2 separate regions of the Mus musculus genome follow, and region 1 is linked to region 2. A link is a contact called in public HiChIP or PLAC-seq data. All regions are on one chromosome and are shown on one strand. Each heading gives the region's core, a stretch centred on a gene start, on an enhancer-like site or on the middle of the called end of the contact. The rest is flanking DNA. Distances are from core to core; before and after follow the strand shown. Region 1 overlaps Dcst2 (DC-STAMP domain containing 2). Region 2 holds the start of Muc1 (mucin 1, transmembrane).

Evidence for each region. HiChIP or PLAC-seq counts read pairs in DNA pulled down with a chosen protein or histone mark.
Region 1: an HNF4G HiChIP or PLAC-seq map of pancreatic cancer cells shows a contact between it and region 2. The contact joins the enhancer-like site here to the promoter of Muc1 in region 2. A contact is called at or near these places in 3 of 39 promoter capture datasets (liver and macrophages), 2 of 484 Hi-C or Micro-C datasets (both in embryonic stem cells), 5 of 115 datasets of contacts at active chromatin or transcription factors (embryonic stem cells and pancreatic cancer cells) and 3 of 9 other capture datasets (adipose tissue, liver and pancreatic islet).

What each region holds. Positions count from the first base shown.
Region 1 is chr3:89,375,624-89,382,762 of GRCm38.p6, reverse strand. It overlaps Dcst2 (DC-STAMP domain containing 2), which reads right to left. Exons shown (of 15, transcript NM_001370853.1): 15 at 5,120-5,333. The coding sequence ends at 5,312. It overlaps Zbtb7b (zinc finger and BTB domain containing 7B), which reads left to right. Exons shown (of 3, transcript NM_009565.5): 2 at 1,248-2,419; 3 at 2,769-5,119. The coding sequence starts at 1,254. The coding sequence ends at 3,237. Among named protein-coding and RNA genes, the nearest start is that of Gm15417, 13 kb to the left of the region's middle. Within about 2 kb of position 4,187, at least 281 of the 459 cell types and tissues checked have an H3K27ac peak or open chromatin away from gene starts, as enhancers often do. A contact at or near this core is called in adipose tissue, embryonic stem cells, liver and 1 more, where this site is marked.
Region 2 is chr3:89,223,855-89,231,124 of GRCm38.p6, reverse strand. It overlaps Muc1 (mucin 1, transmembrane), which reads right to left and starts at 2,069. Exons shown (of 7, transcript NM_013605.2): 1 at 1,948-2,069; 2 at 1-1,214. The coding sequence starts at 2,005. It overlaps Thbs3 (thrombospondin 3), which reads right to left. Exons shown (of 23, transcript NM_013691.3): 17 at 6,972-7,165; 18 at 6,661-6,839; 19 at 6,500-6,548; 20 at 6,119-6,315; 21 at 5,701-5,873; 22 at 4,682-4,821; 23 at 4,284-4,599. The coding sequence ends at 4,541. Mir92b (microRNA 92b) reads left to right here and starts at 3,927; the gene lies at 3,927-4,009. It overlaps LOC115489723 (a long non-coding RNA gene), which reads left to right and starts at 4,016. Exons shown (of 2, transcript XR_003954661.1): 1 at 4,016-4,104; 2 at 4,646-5,591.

The DNA of each region.
Region 1 (7,139 bases), core at 2,938-5,437, 150 kb before region 2:
CCTGACATAGCCCTGGCTGTGCTGGAACTTAACTATGTAGACCAGACTGACCTTGTACTTGTAGAGACCCGCCTGCCTCTGCCTCCCAAGTGCTGGGATTTAAGGCGTGCACCACTATGCCTGGTGTTCCCAACCCCTTCTTGTGTAACAGGAAAGTATAGGCCACACCAGGGACTGAGCTCCTGCTGTGTGTTAGGCACTGGGCCGTACCTGACTGCTTTTACCCCCTCACTATAATGACTTGTTCAAGGTCATTCAACTAGGCCACTCCACAATCCTTTCCTACCCCCTATGACGAAGGTGGGCCAATGACCTCTGGAGAGGAAAGGCATGCTCTCCTGGGATGAGAGGGGAGAGAGATAGAGAGGGGGGGAGGGAGGGAGGAAGGGAGAGAATAGTTTAAGTGGGGAGGGGAGAGGAGGGGTGGGACTTAGCTTTTTGACAGTGATGCTTATCTGTGAGGGTACAGGAAGTACCTGCCCAGTGACACCCCAGCATAGGGTAGCTGTTCCTTGGCCCATGCGGGAGGGAGGATGTGGGGAGCGGGGATCTTGAAGGAAAGATGAACTTTTGGTGGCTGGGGAATGTAGCTTGGGGAGGGGCATGGGGGGAAGAGGGTGGCTTCTTTTGTTTGTTGGGTGTACTATGCTTGTGACAGAACCCAGCCAGGCCTGGCCTCTCCCAGAGCTATGGGGAGGCTCCACTACACATTTTTCTGATGACAAACACGGGTCTTTTAGTCAGTTTTTCTTGAAGCCTAAACCAGGACTCCAGTACCTAGCCTCCCAGACCAGAGCATCTTCTAAAGGGATCAGGGGATGGGAACAATGAAATGCAAGTCTGCCTAGGATCACAGGAAGGGGGGGCCTGCAGAAGCAGGGTAGAGCCATGTGAGAACCAGGAAGGTGGTCTGGATCTGCTGACTCCGAGTGACCCTATTCACTTGGCACTGCACCCGGAAAGCCAGTTGCTTCGTCTGTCTGAACCGCAGTTCCCTTGTGCATGACATGAAAGGTGGTTTGGGAGGGTATGGGCCAGAATAAGCACTCGCGCTCTTTTAAAGATTTATTTAATTTACATATATGAGTACATCACCATTGGTCTCGTCAGACACACCAGAAGAGGGCACCAGACCCCATTACAGATGGTTGTGAGCCACCATGTGGTTGCTGGGAATTGAACTCAGGGCCTCTGGAAGAGCAGTCAGTGCCATCTCTCTTAACCTCACCCTCTACTTGACCCTGCAGGAGAAGATGGGGAGCCCCGAGGATGACCTGATTGGAATCCCATTCCCAGACCACAGCAGCGAGCTCCTGAGCTGCCTGAACGAGCAGCGCCAGCTGGGCCATCTGTGCGACCTCACCATCAGGACGCAGGGTCTTGAGTACCGCACCCACAGGGCTGTGCTGGCTGCCTGTAGCCACTACTTCAAGAAGCTCTTTACGGAGGGAGGAGGGGGAACCGTGATGGGAACAGGGGGTGGTGGGACGGCTTCTGGGGGAGCAGGGGCCGGTGTGTGTGAGCTGGACTTTGTAGGGCCAGAGGCCCTAGGTGCCCTGCTCGAGTTTGCTTACACAGCCACACTGACCACCAGCAGCGCCAATATGCCGGCTGTACTCCAAGCTGCTCGGCTACTGGAAATCCCGTGTGTCATCGCTGCTTGCATGGAGATTCTACAAGGCAGTGGGCTGGAAGCCCCCAGCCCCGATGAGGATGACTGTGAGCGAGCCCGACAGTACCTGGAGGCTTTTGCCACTGCCACCACCACAGCCTCAACCTCAGGAATGCCCAACGGTGAAGACAGCCCTCCACAGGTGCCCCTCCTACCGCCGCCGCCACCGCCACCTCGACCTGTTGCCCGTCGCAGCCGCAAACCCCGGAAAGCTTTTCTTCAAACCAAAGGGGCCCGAGCAAACCATCTGGTCCCTGAGGCACCCACAGTACTCACCCATCCCTTGACCTACGAAGAAGAAGAGATGGTTGGTAGATTGGGTAACAGTGGGGGCAGTGGGCTCGGAGATAGCTATAGTCCTCCTACAGGTGCCGCCTCACCTGCCGAGGGGCCCCTGAACTATGAAGTCTTTGAAGGTGAGGAAGAAGAGGAGGAGATGGCATACCCCCCAGGCTACGGGCTAGCCCAGAGTAATGAGCCCTCGCTATCACCAGAGGAGCTGGGCTCAGATGAAGATCCCATCGACCCCGACCTGATGGCTTACCTAAGTTCGCTGCACCAGGACGCCCTGACACCAGGCCTGGATGGCCAAGACAAGCTGGTGCGTAAACGCCGTTCACAGATGCCCCAAGAGTGCCCAGTCTGTCACAAGATAATCCACGGGGCAGGCAAACTGCCTCGGCACATGAGGACCCACACTGGTGAGAAGCCCTTTGCCTGTGAGGTCTGCGGCGTCCGCTTCACCAGGTGAGCACCAGGTGGGGACAGCCCAGAATGGGCTGAGGGTGGCTGTACAATGATTGGTGTGGGGGCCAGCTCTCTGGTGGGTTCCTAGAATGAGGTGGGAGGCCAAAAGAGGCAAACAAGGGCATGCTCGGGAGTGGGCTAGTTCCCAAGAAGATTGAACTGGAAGCAGAGGAGCTCATAGTGCCAGGGCCCATTGAGCTAAGGGCTAATCAAAAAGGGTCTCCTGGGGCAGCAATGGGGAAACCGCAGTGAGGAACAAGGGTGGGTCAAGGCCCGGGGGCGTGGCTAAAATGCCCTGGGGATCCTATCCTGAATCCTGAGTGTCTGCCCTTTCCCCTGCTCGTACTAGGAATGACAAGCTGAAGATCCACATGCGGAAGCACACAGGAGAACGCCCCTACTCGTGCCCCCACTGCCCAGCCCGCTTCCTGCATAGCTACGACCTCAAGAACCACATGCACCTGCACACCGGGGACCGGCCCTATGAGTGCCACCTGTGCCACAAGGCCTTCGCCAAGGAGGACCACCTGCAGCGCCATCTCAAGGGTCAGAACTGCCTGGAGGTGCGCACCCGAAGGCGCCGCAAGGATGACGTGGCAGCCCCTCACTACCCACCGCCCTCGACCACCACCTCATCCCCTGCTGGCCTCGACCTTTCCAATGGCCACCTGGACACCTTCCACCTCTCTCTGGCTCGATTCTGGGAGCAGTCGGCCACCACGGGACCCCCAGTCACTACACAAGGGCCCCCTGAGGAGGAGGAAGAGGAAGGGACACCCACCACACCACAGGCCGAAGGTGCCATGGAGTCCTCTTAAAAGAGGGATGAATGGGCAGGCTGGAACAGCCTGGGACACCACGCCAAGCAACGGGGAGCACATAAAACAAGTGGTATCGGGGTCGGGGGTGCTGAACCTTGTTGGTATCAGAATCGAACGCCTCTTCCCCCCAGAGCCTTCATTCCAATTACAAGCTGAGGTTTTGGGGCACAAGCTCTCTAGATTGGGGTGATCACCCAAGGAGTTAAACATGAAATATATGTCTGTTTGTCTGTCTGTGTGTGTATATATATATGTGTGTGTGTGTGCACGCGCGTGTGTGTGTTACACACACTCTCTGCACACACACACATATATATACACACACAATAAAGGTGGGTCCCTGTCCCCAGCCACTACTGGGGAATTGAAGCAATAATCTATCTCTGATTTGTGGGGTCCCACTTCGGCTATGCGGGTTTCTAGGAGGCTGGGGCTTAGGACCAAATCCTTGCTCTACTCCCATGCCCCCTGGGTTTTGGCTGTGAAGGGGTGGACTGCCCCTCCCTTCCGAGACCCCTCCTTCCTGGTTTCTGTTCCTTTTTCCTGGCCGTAAATTATGCAAAGGGGGGTGGCAAAGGAAGGGTAAGAGGGGGGAAACAAGGTAGAGGCTTGAAAGACTGGGGTGGCGGCGGTGGGGACTGGGCCTGTAAGGACGGAGCCATCCCAGTCCCCCTCCACCCAGTTCCAACGCTGAGTCATGGGGTCCTGGAGAAGAGGAGGGCAGGGTGGCCTGATTGGCTCGCCCGCCCCTGGGGGTAGCAGAAGGTCTCCGCCCAGCTAAGGGAGCTCTCCACCTCTTCCCTCCCGCGTCCCGGGGCAGGGAATGTCTTGTTCCTGGCGCTCCCTCCCTGGGGCCAGAGGGCAGGGCGGGCCGGGCGTCTTACCCTCTTCTCCTCCCTACCTCCCCGCCCAGGTGCAAGCGGGAGCCGCCTCTGCTGCTTGCTGCCCCTGACTCACGCCGCCCCCGGGCTGGCGGGCGCTGGGTGTGGGATGGGGTGAGGGGTTGAGGTAGCCTTGTAGGGAGCGGACAAGCTAGCGCCATCTGGTGGCCATGCCCTGTAAGGGCGAGCGCTACCCCCCAACCCCACCCCCCAGCGACCACTTTTCATGAGCTAGGGTCACACCCAGCCATCTAGGCCTGTGAACGGGTGCCCCCTTGCCAACATGGTGGCTAGGCAAGGCAACTCACTTGCCCCTGGGAAAAGTGAGCTGCGGAGCAGACCCAGAGGTAAGGGAACCTTTCCTCAGACCTTGCCTGGCACTCTTAGGACTGAGTCCACCCCCGTTCTGTACATAGCCTCTTCTGATGGTCTTGTTGAAATCCAATTTCACATTTTTAACTATCAGTTTTCCTGGGGTGGGGAAGAGTCTTCACCCCACCCCTTCCTCGCTGGGTGCTGGACCCCCATTGCGGCCTGGGCTCTGCCTTGCACTATTTACCCCTTTGGCCTAGTGGCCCTTCCCCCTCCTGGAAAGGGGCAGGTTCAGGGGCCCGGTGCTCTCCTCTCCCCATGCACCTCCATGCCCATTTGCACAGCTGCCCAGGTACCCCCAACAGTGGGGAAGGGCCACACAGGGAGGGGTGGCGGGACCAGTCCCTGTATCTATTTAAAAAGTGATGATGTAATATATTAGGAGGGAGGTCAGGTACCCTGGGCCTCATCTTAGCATTTCAGGTGATAGGGGAGCCCAGGGCTGGAGAAACCTGGGGCTTAGTCCCAGAGAGTGGAGACAGTGGCCTCCACTCTCTCTCCTTGTGGCTTCCCCACTCAGTGCCTTAGTGGGGGAACGCATTCCCCTCCCCCATTCCCTTCATCTACCCCTGCCCCTGCCTCGGGTGTAAGTGACAGGAAGAAATAATAATAATTTAAGATTCATATTTGTGTCCACTTTTGGTTCCTTTATTGGGGGAGGGGGGCGGCAGTGGGAGGGGTCGGGAGGGTCTGAGGCTGGGGAGGGGTCTTGTTTGGGGACAGGGATTTCCGAAGTGGTGCCTGGGGTTCTGGGAGAAAGGGGAGGCCCACAAAGCCAGATGAGCTTCTGGGAGATGCTGTGGACGCTTCCTCTGAAGTCACTGCTTTCTGTCCTGGTTCCTGGGAGGAGAGGAAGGACCAGTAAACTCAAAGTCACTGGTGGGTAACCTCTGCCACCGTCCCAGCTCGGGCCCTAACTGCCGCCCTTCTGGCATCCATCCCAGTTCTTCCTTTCCTCTCTTCTTTGTTTTTATAACTCTGTCTCTGTTTTGTTGAGACGGGGTTTCTCTGTGTAGCCCTGTCCCTGTAGACCAGACTGGTCTCAAACTCACAGATCCGCCTGCCTCTGCCTCCCAAGTGCTGGGATTAAAGGCGTGCACTACCACCTAGTGCTCTGAGGACCTGGCAACTGGAATACCTCTCTCCAACCCAGCCAGGGTATCAGCAAATTGCCCCGACTGCTCAAAGGCGATTGTCTCTGTTCCCGAAATTACTCATCCGTTCTTCTCTCCTACCGACCCAGAAAAAGACTTCAACTCTCAAACTCGTGGCTACCATATTTACAAGAGGAAAACAATGGGATCAGCCTTCCAAAAGCTGAGAGAGGACAGTCACTATACATTTCAAACCAACCTGGCCTACAATATTGAGGCCCTGTCACCAAAGGCAAAAAAAAAAAAAAAAACCTCCTCTGACTAAGAACAAAGGCTTCACTATCACCTGCCCCTTAACTCTACCTGGAAGTCCCTCAGCCTCCCAGGGCCAGTTTCTTTGCACTCTTCCTCACAGCAGACATTTCATTCTCTACCACCCACTCTGAAAACTATGTCACTCCCAGACACCTCTCGGGTCTCAGCAGGTGTCCTTGCCTCCTACTCCCTAGAGAAATTGAGGCTGGAGCAGTCTGCAGTCTGTTTAGAAGGGTCTCCACTCTTCAGTCTCAGAGCAGCCCCTCTGGCTACCTCATGCACCATTGCCTGGCCCAGCTCTTCCTCTGGTACCTTAGTCCAGGGCTGGAGGTTGAGCTTGTGCTCTCACAAGCACTCTGCTACTACACTGCATTCATAGACTTCAATGCTCTTTTCCATCTCCTAAATGTACTGGGATGCAGAAACACCTGTTGGTGCCGTGTACCTTGTATGTGAAGCCAATTCTTTATCATCAGGCTTCCTTTTTTTAGAGCCAAGCATGGTAGCACATCATAACTTTCATTCTATGGAGACTGAGGTAGAAGGGTTACAAGTTCAAGGCCAGCATGGACCACATAGTATGAATAGGGAGGCTGTGCGGTGGTGGCACACACCTTTAATCCCAGCACTTGGGAGGCAGAGGCAGAAGGATTTCTGAGTTCGAGGCCAGCCTGGTCTACAGAGTGAGTTCCAGGACAGCCAGGGCTATACAGAGAAACCCTGTCTCAAAAAACAAACAAAACAAAACAAAAAGAATAGGGAGCCAAAAGCAGGCAGATCTCTATGAATTCAAGGCCATCCTGGTATATATAACTATGTTGGGCCAGCCAGAGGCTATATAGTAAAACCCTGCCTCAATAAATAAAGTAATTAAGCCCTCTTTTTAATTGCAAATGTTATATTAAAGGAATCCTAAATCATCTTCCTCTTTAGAAGCCACATTCTCTATTTCTGAGTCTTTGTCAGGTGCTTTGTGATCTAGTTTTAGCCATCCTGAAACCATGAAAAATGTTCCCACAAGCCATACATACCAGTTGTCTGGTCCCCCGGCTCTGGATGGATTGTTGGTCCCAGCTTGCTCATGGTTTGCCTTTCATGGGCTAAGCTCTCCTGCTCTCTTGAGCCTCTTGCCTCAGGTTCTGCCCCTGTCCCCCTCTTTCCGCCTCCTTAGCCTATTCCAGTAGCTCCCAGTAATAGATTCAATTTCCCATTTCTCCTTACTTTAAGGCTTTTAATT
Region 2 (7,270 bases), core at 820-3,319:
AGACAAGAAGAAGAAGGAGACCCCAACAGACAACTGGGGTGAACTGTTACTGGAGAAGGTAGAAAATGGTACTGTGCTATAGTAAGAGCTGCTGGCAATAGTGCTGTGGCTGGAGGTGGTGGCCATGGTAGGAGAAACAGGGTATTGACTTGGCACTGAAGGCTGAGTGCCATTGCTGACTGGAGTTGTAGCTATTGCAGAGGTATTATAGACTAGACTGGTAGCTGAGCCCAACACAGAACTGGTAGGTAGCACCGAGGAGCCATTGTGGTCTGGAATGATAGCTGAGCCTGACGTCACTTTGGTAGTAGAGAATGGCATGCTACTGTAAACTGGAGTGGTGGCCAAGACTGATTCAGAGCTGTTAGTTGTAGTTGAGGTACCACTGTGGTCTGGACTGGTGGCTGAGCCCAGTGCAGAGCTGGTAGTTGTGACTGAGGTGCCATTGTGGTCTGGAGTGCTAGCTAAGTCTGATGTAGTCTTGATGTTTTGGATGGAGGCACTACTGTGGACTGGAGAACTGGTGGAGTCCCTTAGAGGGCTGGTGGCTGGAGAAGAGGTGCCACCGTGGGCTACTGGAGAGCTGGCGGAGTCTTCTGAAAGGCTAGTGGCTGGGGAAGAGGTGTCATCATGGGCTACTGGAGAGCTGGTGGAGTCCACTGGAGCTGTGGTGGCTGGGGAGGAGGTGCCACTGAGGACTGCAGTACTGGTAGAGTCTTCGGGAGCTCTGGTGGCTGGAGAAGAGGTGCTACTATGGTCTGGAGAGCTGGTGGAGTCCCCTGGAGGGCTGGTGGCTGGGGACGAGGTACCACCGTGGACTACTGGAGAGCTGGTGGAATCCACTGGAGCTGTGGTGGCCGGAGCTGAAGAGGTGCCACTGTGGACTACTGGAGAGCTGTTGGAGTCTTTTGAAAGGCTAGTGGCTGGGGAAGAGGTGTCACCATGGGCTACTGGAGAGCTGGCGGAGTTCACTGGAGCTGTGGTGGCTGGGGAGGAGGTGCCACTGAGGACTGCAGTACTGGTAGAGTCTTCAGGAGCTCTGGTGGCTGGAGAAGAGGTGCTACTCTGGACTGGAGAGCTGGTGGAGTCCCCTGGAGGTCTGGTGGCTGGGTCTGAGTTGCTGCTGTGGACTGGAGTGGTAGTCGATGCTAAGGAACTGCTGGTGTCCTGAGATGAGGTGACACTGTTTTCCTCACTTGGAAGGGCAAGAAAACCTGAACCAGAGTGGAAGATTAGGGGTAAACTGTTTTTATGCTCACAGCAGCGCAGCACTAATCAACAGAGTTGGACACTGGGTCGCTTTGGATAACATGTGTGATGTTTTAGTTCCGGCTAGAGCCAAAGTTGAAGAAAAAAAAAACAAAACAACAACAACAACAAAAAAAAAACCTACTGGGTTGATGAATAAAAATCAGAGCAAGAAGAAAAATATAAACTCTGAAAACAAAGTAACCGGGGAAGGAAGGGGGATCATGTTAGCATCAGGTAGCCCCTGGTTTGCCTTCATCCTGACAGCCTCCCTCCCTAAGCAGAGGTCTCACCTCTGCTTCTGGCTCATTTATTCCTCTACTTGAGACAAGTATTCATACTGTAGCCTAAGCTGGCCTTGAACTCTCTGTGAACCTGAGCGTCCAGGGTGTGGGAACTATAGACTGGAACCACTGCACACGGCCCCATTCTTCCACTCCGGAGCTACTTCTCCTGACACAGCCTCTCTTCTCTACTCCCCACAAAGAGTATTATTTGCCTACTATAGTGCCCACTCTCCTGAGGGGTCACCTCTTCTCAGCCTCCTTCCTTAGCCTCTTTTCCCCCCTGGCACATACTGGGCCATACCTGTATGGATGGCCATTTATGACTCTCATAATCTACCAGTAAGCAAACTCCACAGAAAGACTGGGAGTCCCACCTGAACAGCGCAGCCCCTCCCCACCTTGCGCCTCTCACCTTTTAGACTTGCTAGAAGTAGCAGCAGGAAGAAAGGAGCCCGAATGCCCGGGGTCATGGTGGTGGTGAACAGGCGGGAAGGGGCTAGAAAACAAACTCAAGGCTGGCGCTCCGTGTGTGAGGTGGAACAGGGCTGGTGCCTGCTGCTTTATACCAGTCCCCCTCCCGCCCTAGGCACAGTCAGAGCAGGTGACAGGTAACAAAACTCCGCCCCCTCCCCTATTCTTTTCCTCCTCCTCCCCCCCAGTCATTCCTGTGTAGGGTACTTGGGCTCCAATCACTCAACCTTATGACAACCTGTTTTTTCTCCATCTGGCCTCCCACTTTTACCAACCGCTCCTTGACTACCCCAGGTGTGTATGTGGAGGAAACCTGGGGCCCCCTGGCTCTGGTTTTAGTCCCAGAGTGACCGCCAAGAAGAGGAAAGGAAACACAGAAAGGCCCTGGACAGCAAGACATGGGAAGTCCATCCCTAGGTCCCCCGATCCCTTTTCCTATTCTCTCTGCGGGTCCTTGAACACCACTTCTCACAAGTTGAGAGGACATAAGGGGGCTGGATAATAGTGGACAGGTCGCTAGTTTTAGTCTCCCTCCCCGAACCCCCCCCCCCCCCGCCACTTCCCGGAACAGCCCCGCCCTTCTAGCCGTTCCCGGTACTCTGAAAACCACAATCCCCGCCCCTGCCAGACTTTCCAGTAGCCTGGGTCTCTCTTTGGCTTTCTCCCGAGAAAGGCGGTGGGGGAAATTTCCACTTAAAAAGGACTAAACTTGGGCTCCACTGAAGCCTAAGGTCCTTCCTACCCAACCCTCCACCTTGAGTGGCAGGTTGACCGGCCCTTCTATCCGGAAACGCCTGCCCTCTAGTGGTCACCGCGAGCGTCGCGCGGCGTACTCGCACCAGCCGATAGTTTGGCAGCACAGCCCAAGTTGAGACAGATTAACTTAAGGAAGTTAATTGTGCCTTGGCGAAAAGAATCAATGCCTCGGACAGATAGGAAAGAATGCACACTGTAGGGGAGAAGCAAGGGTCATTAATTGGGCTACTAGACTTCTGGGGATGGTGTTTGCGGGTAGGGTAAAAGTGGTTGGAGCCCCAAGGTATCTGGAAGGGGGGGCATCAAGTTGTGTGATGACATTGAATGGTGGGGGGTGGGGTGTAGGACGGGTTATGTCTAGGTAGCTAGATATTGAGGAGGAAGAGATTAAGTAGGTGGGCCGATCGTGGAACATGAGAACGTTGAGATGTATCTGGGAAAGGAATATTTGGGGCGAACAAGCACTCGAAACAAGGCAAACCCGTGTGTTTGTGTGTGTGTTTAGGGAGAAACGAAAGGTGTTCTGAAGGGCAGAAACAGTTGAATTTGGGGAGGGCTTTGGGTTCACAGTAGCGCGGACTGAGGATGCCAGGCCGGATCCCGCAAGCGGAGGTTGCGGAGTAAACCAGCAGGAGCAGTTACAACTGTAGTAGGCAAACAGTTCTTAGTCCCAACGAATACAAGACGGAAACTAATACTTTAAAAACATTTCGGAGGTGCAGGAACGGAGGCGTGGGTCCCACGCTCCCGCCGTGTGTCCCGCCTCTGAGAGGCTTTGTCAGGCCTGCTCCGGGCGGAGTGGAGCCGCCCTACGTCAGTTCGCCCACAAGTATTTAGGTGGGCGGCACCAAACCCCAACTCCCAGGATTGCCAGGCAACAGCCATTCAATTCGGTTGCTGGGACACCCGTCACCATGGCGATGGCTCTGCGCCTCTCAGTCTGAGTATTTAAAGAGCAAGCGCGCGCACTGCTTTAGCGTTGGAAAGTGGCCTTCGGGGCACCAGAGGCTCCCCTCCTCTCCTCACCCTTTCCCTTTCGCCACCTTTCACTCTTCGGGTGTTCAGGCTCTGGCGCACCTCTAAGGTGACCTATACTCCCCAGAGCACTCCAGTCCCTGGGTTCCAGCGGCCCAGGTGGTTAGGGAGCGGGATTCCAGAGCCCCGGGTGGGCGGGAGGGACGGGACGTGGTGCAGTGTTGTTCTTTCCCCTGCCAATATTGCACTCGTCCCGGCCTCCGGCCCCCTCGGCCCCCCCGGCGCCCCCTCACCCAGAGTGGGGCAGCCCCGGCCACCGGGCTTTCGATCTCTACCGAGCTTAGACTGAAGTGTCGCCGCTACCACGGTAAGTAAGCGGGGCTGGAAGGACCTTAGCCACCCTCCAACCTCATCCTTCATTTGGTCCTTTTCCCACCCACACCTCAACTTAGTCTAACTTTCCCTAGCTCTCTAACTTGCAACTACCAGCCTTTCCCCCTCAGGTTCCTTTCTGGGCCGGAAAAGGCCTAAAATAAACAATTGCACTGACTTAGAAAATAACTGAAACTTTATGGCAATGTGCTGTTGTCTTTCCTGGGGTTAGAACCTGAGTAATAATACCCCTTGAAAGTCTCCCAACCCCTGCACAATGGGGTCGCCACCCCTCTGGGGCTGAGCTCCCTGGTGGGTGCCAGAGAGCCATCCGTTAGGCTGAGGGGCTGTAGGTTAGACCCCAGGGTCTCCAGAACAGAGTTCAATGGCCAAAGGTCTCCGATCAGGATCTGGGTCCCGTGGCCACCTCCTCACACTCTTCCCTGGAGCAGCTGCCTCCGGAATGGCTCAAAGTCCTCAGGCACTGTGTCTGAAGAGGGAAAATAAGTCAGGGTCAGAGGACATGGTTTTCCCAGGGCACAGGTCAAGTTGACCGCAGTCTAGAGGCTCACCATTGCATCGGTACTGGAGATTGGACCAAATGATGTTTTCTTGGGAGAAGCAGAATACGCCGAGACGCCCCCCTCGCATGGACGTGTCAATAATCACCCCAGAATCCGCCACTAGCTGGGGACCCTCATAGAGCTTCACCCTGTTGGGAACAGAGGTATCATTGGTGCTAAGGTGCCAGTGAGCACTGTGCCACTGTCCTGGGGTCTCCTGCACCCCTCCCCTGGGGCTCTCTAGTCCTGAGGGAAGGGAGGGAAGGCTGGAAGGGGAGGAGAGGTGCTTTTTCTCAGGCCTCGGGCCCCTAGCTCTTTGTCCAGCCCCTTTTGCATCTCAAAGCACCAGCACATTCCTAGCAAGGATTGGGTTGCTATGGCAATGAGCACAAAAGGCTGGGGGTGAAGTCACCCGCTTCCCAGGCTCTAGTCCACCACCCCTCATTTATCCTCTGCCCTGGCGCCCCACTGCTCTAGGTACCTTAAAGAGGAACCAGCTCAGCCCTGCGCTTCAGCTTCAAGGCTGCTGGCCACAGGAAGCCCCGCTTCTAAGCAGACCCCTTCCCTTCCCTTCCCTTCCCCAGGCACTGGCACCAACTGGGGACACTTGGAGGGAAAAATCAAACCAGAGAGGCCTGCAAACTCTAGGTCTCAATCTGCTCTTCTATACATCATGGTCCCTTTCCAACGTCCGATGCTGCGGGAGCAGGTTCTGGACACTTAGGGGCTGGAAGGGACAGGTTCTTCCACAGACTGCCCTGGTCTAGAGGCTCCCAGAGCGCTGAAGGGCATCTAGCTCAACACCCTGGATCTAGAGGGGAAATTGGATGCAAAGGAAAGGTGTTCCTGATACCACCTCCTCCGTGTTGGGAAGGGAAACTGGAAGGAACTGGCTGCAAGCCCTACCAGAGACAGTAAAGAAGTGAGCAGAGCGAAGGCCACAGTCCCCAAGTCCCTGCTAGCTAGAGGGGACAGGAGGCTGAGTTTTGCCCCTGCCCCCTCTCCAGGGCTCAAGCCTTTTCCCTTACCGAATGTAGCCAACTTGGGGCCGGTGGAGCAGCCGCCATCTATAGGATGTCTTGTCTCGCCAACCCACATTCCGTGGGTCAGTCCACAGCAGTCGTACCTGATCAGGGGTGTGGCCAGTATGCCACAGAGCATTCCGGAGGTGCTCACCTGGGCCAGATATGGATGTCACTGCCTGGGAGTCATTGACAAAGATAGTGCGTCAATCACAGGACCAGGGTGAAGGGAGACAAAAGACAGGACGAGCTGGCGAGAAAGGAAGTCAGAGGGAAGAGGAAGGAATTCTCTGGAATTCCACACAGTTGAACTCCAGAGCACATGTCTGGGTAGGGAAGCTCAGAGACAGTGGGGGCCCTGAGGTCGGGCAAGAACAGCTTTAGGAAAGTCACTGGGGTGGGGAAAGTGGGCAGCTGGGGATACCTTGAGCTGAAGCCCTGGTTGGGCCACTGCTCGGAAAGGCGTGGCCTGCCAGTAGGTCTGCTCCGTCTGTTTCCACATGACCACATAGAAGCGGCCACTGTCCTGGTAACTGAAGAGGAAGCCCGCATAGTCATCATCAGTGACTGTGTTCACGTGGAAGGTGCCTTCAAAGTCCACGCCATTAAAGGCCGTGTACCCTGGAGTGGGAACAGGAGGAGTGTTAGGGGCAGTACAGCTGCCAGGCGGCCTACTGTGGGTGGGTGTGGGCGGGCGCAGAGATGCCTGCTGCATACAGGACTAGGAAGGCCCTGCAAATGCTCCATCTACCCTCCACAGGAGCCTTCCCTTTGGAAACGACTGAGCCGGGTGTCCTTTACATACCAACTGCAAGACCCGGGTCACTGTTCATAGTCTGAACAATTTCCATGCCCTGGGGTTGATAAAGGAAGAGAAAAAGCCCTGATCCAGGTGCACAGTGACACCCCAGGTCCCAACAGGCAGCCAGGTCTGACAGCGCCTGCCCAGCCTACTGCCCCGCATACCTGGTTGAGCACTACCCAGTTTGGATCGATCTGGGCGTCACCCTCGGGATCCAGGATCACAGTCTGATAGGCCCGGAAGTCTGTGAGGGTAACTTCTGCACTCTCCGGGCACACATCCAGAGGGTCAACCACTGCGTCATTGTCAAAGTCATCTTCACAGACATCACCCACACCGTTGCCTGCAAAGAGCGACTGTCACCGCCCGGTTCTTCCTGAGTCCTCCCTACCCTTCCATCCTCCACTCCCTCCAGTAGGCCTGTCTCCTGAGCAAAACCTGATCAGCTTAAGCATCTCCGGGACTCCAGTCTTACCATCTGAGTCCTTCTGATTAGGATTGGGTACCAGGCGACAGTTATCAGGCCCGGGAGGAATGTAATCTGGGACACCGTCATTGTCATCGTCCCCGTCACACTCATCTCCAAGCCCGTCATTGTCTGAGTCCAGCTGAGAGCTATTTGGCAGCTGAGGACAGTTGTCCTTGGTGTCCTGGTGCCCGTCTCCGTCGCTGCTCAGAAGAAAATGAACAGATCCCAGCTGAGAGGGCGGGCTCCATCTTTTCCTTCTGTGTGCTCTCTGGGGCCTGCCTACCCTCTAACTTGGTTCCCTTGCC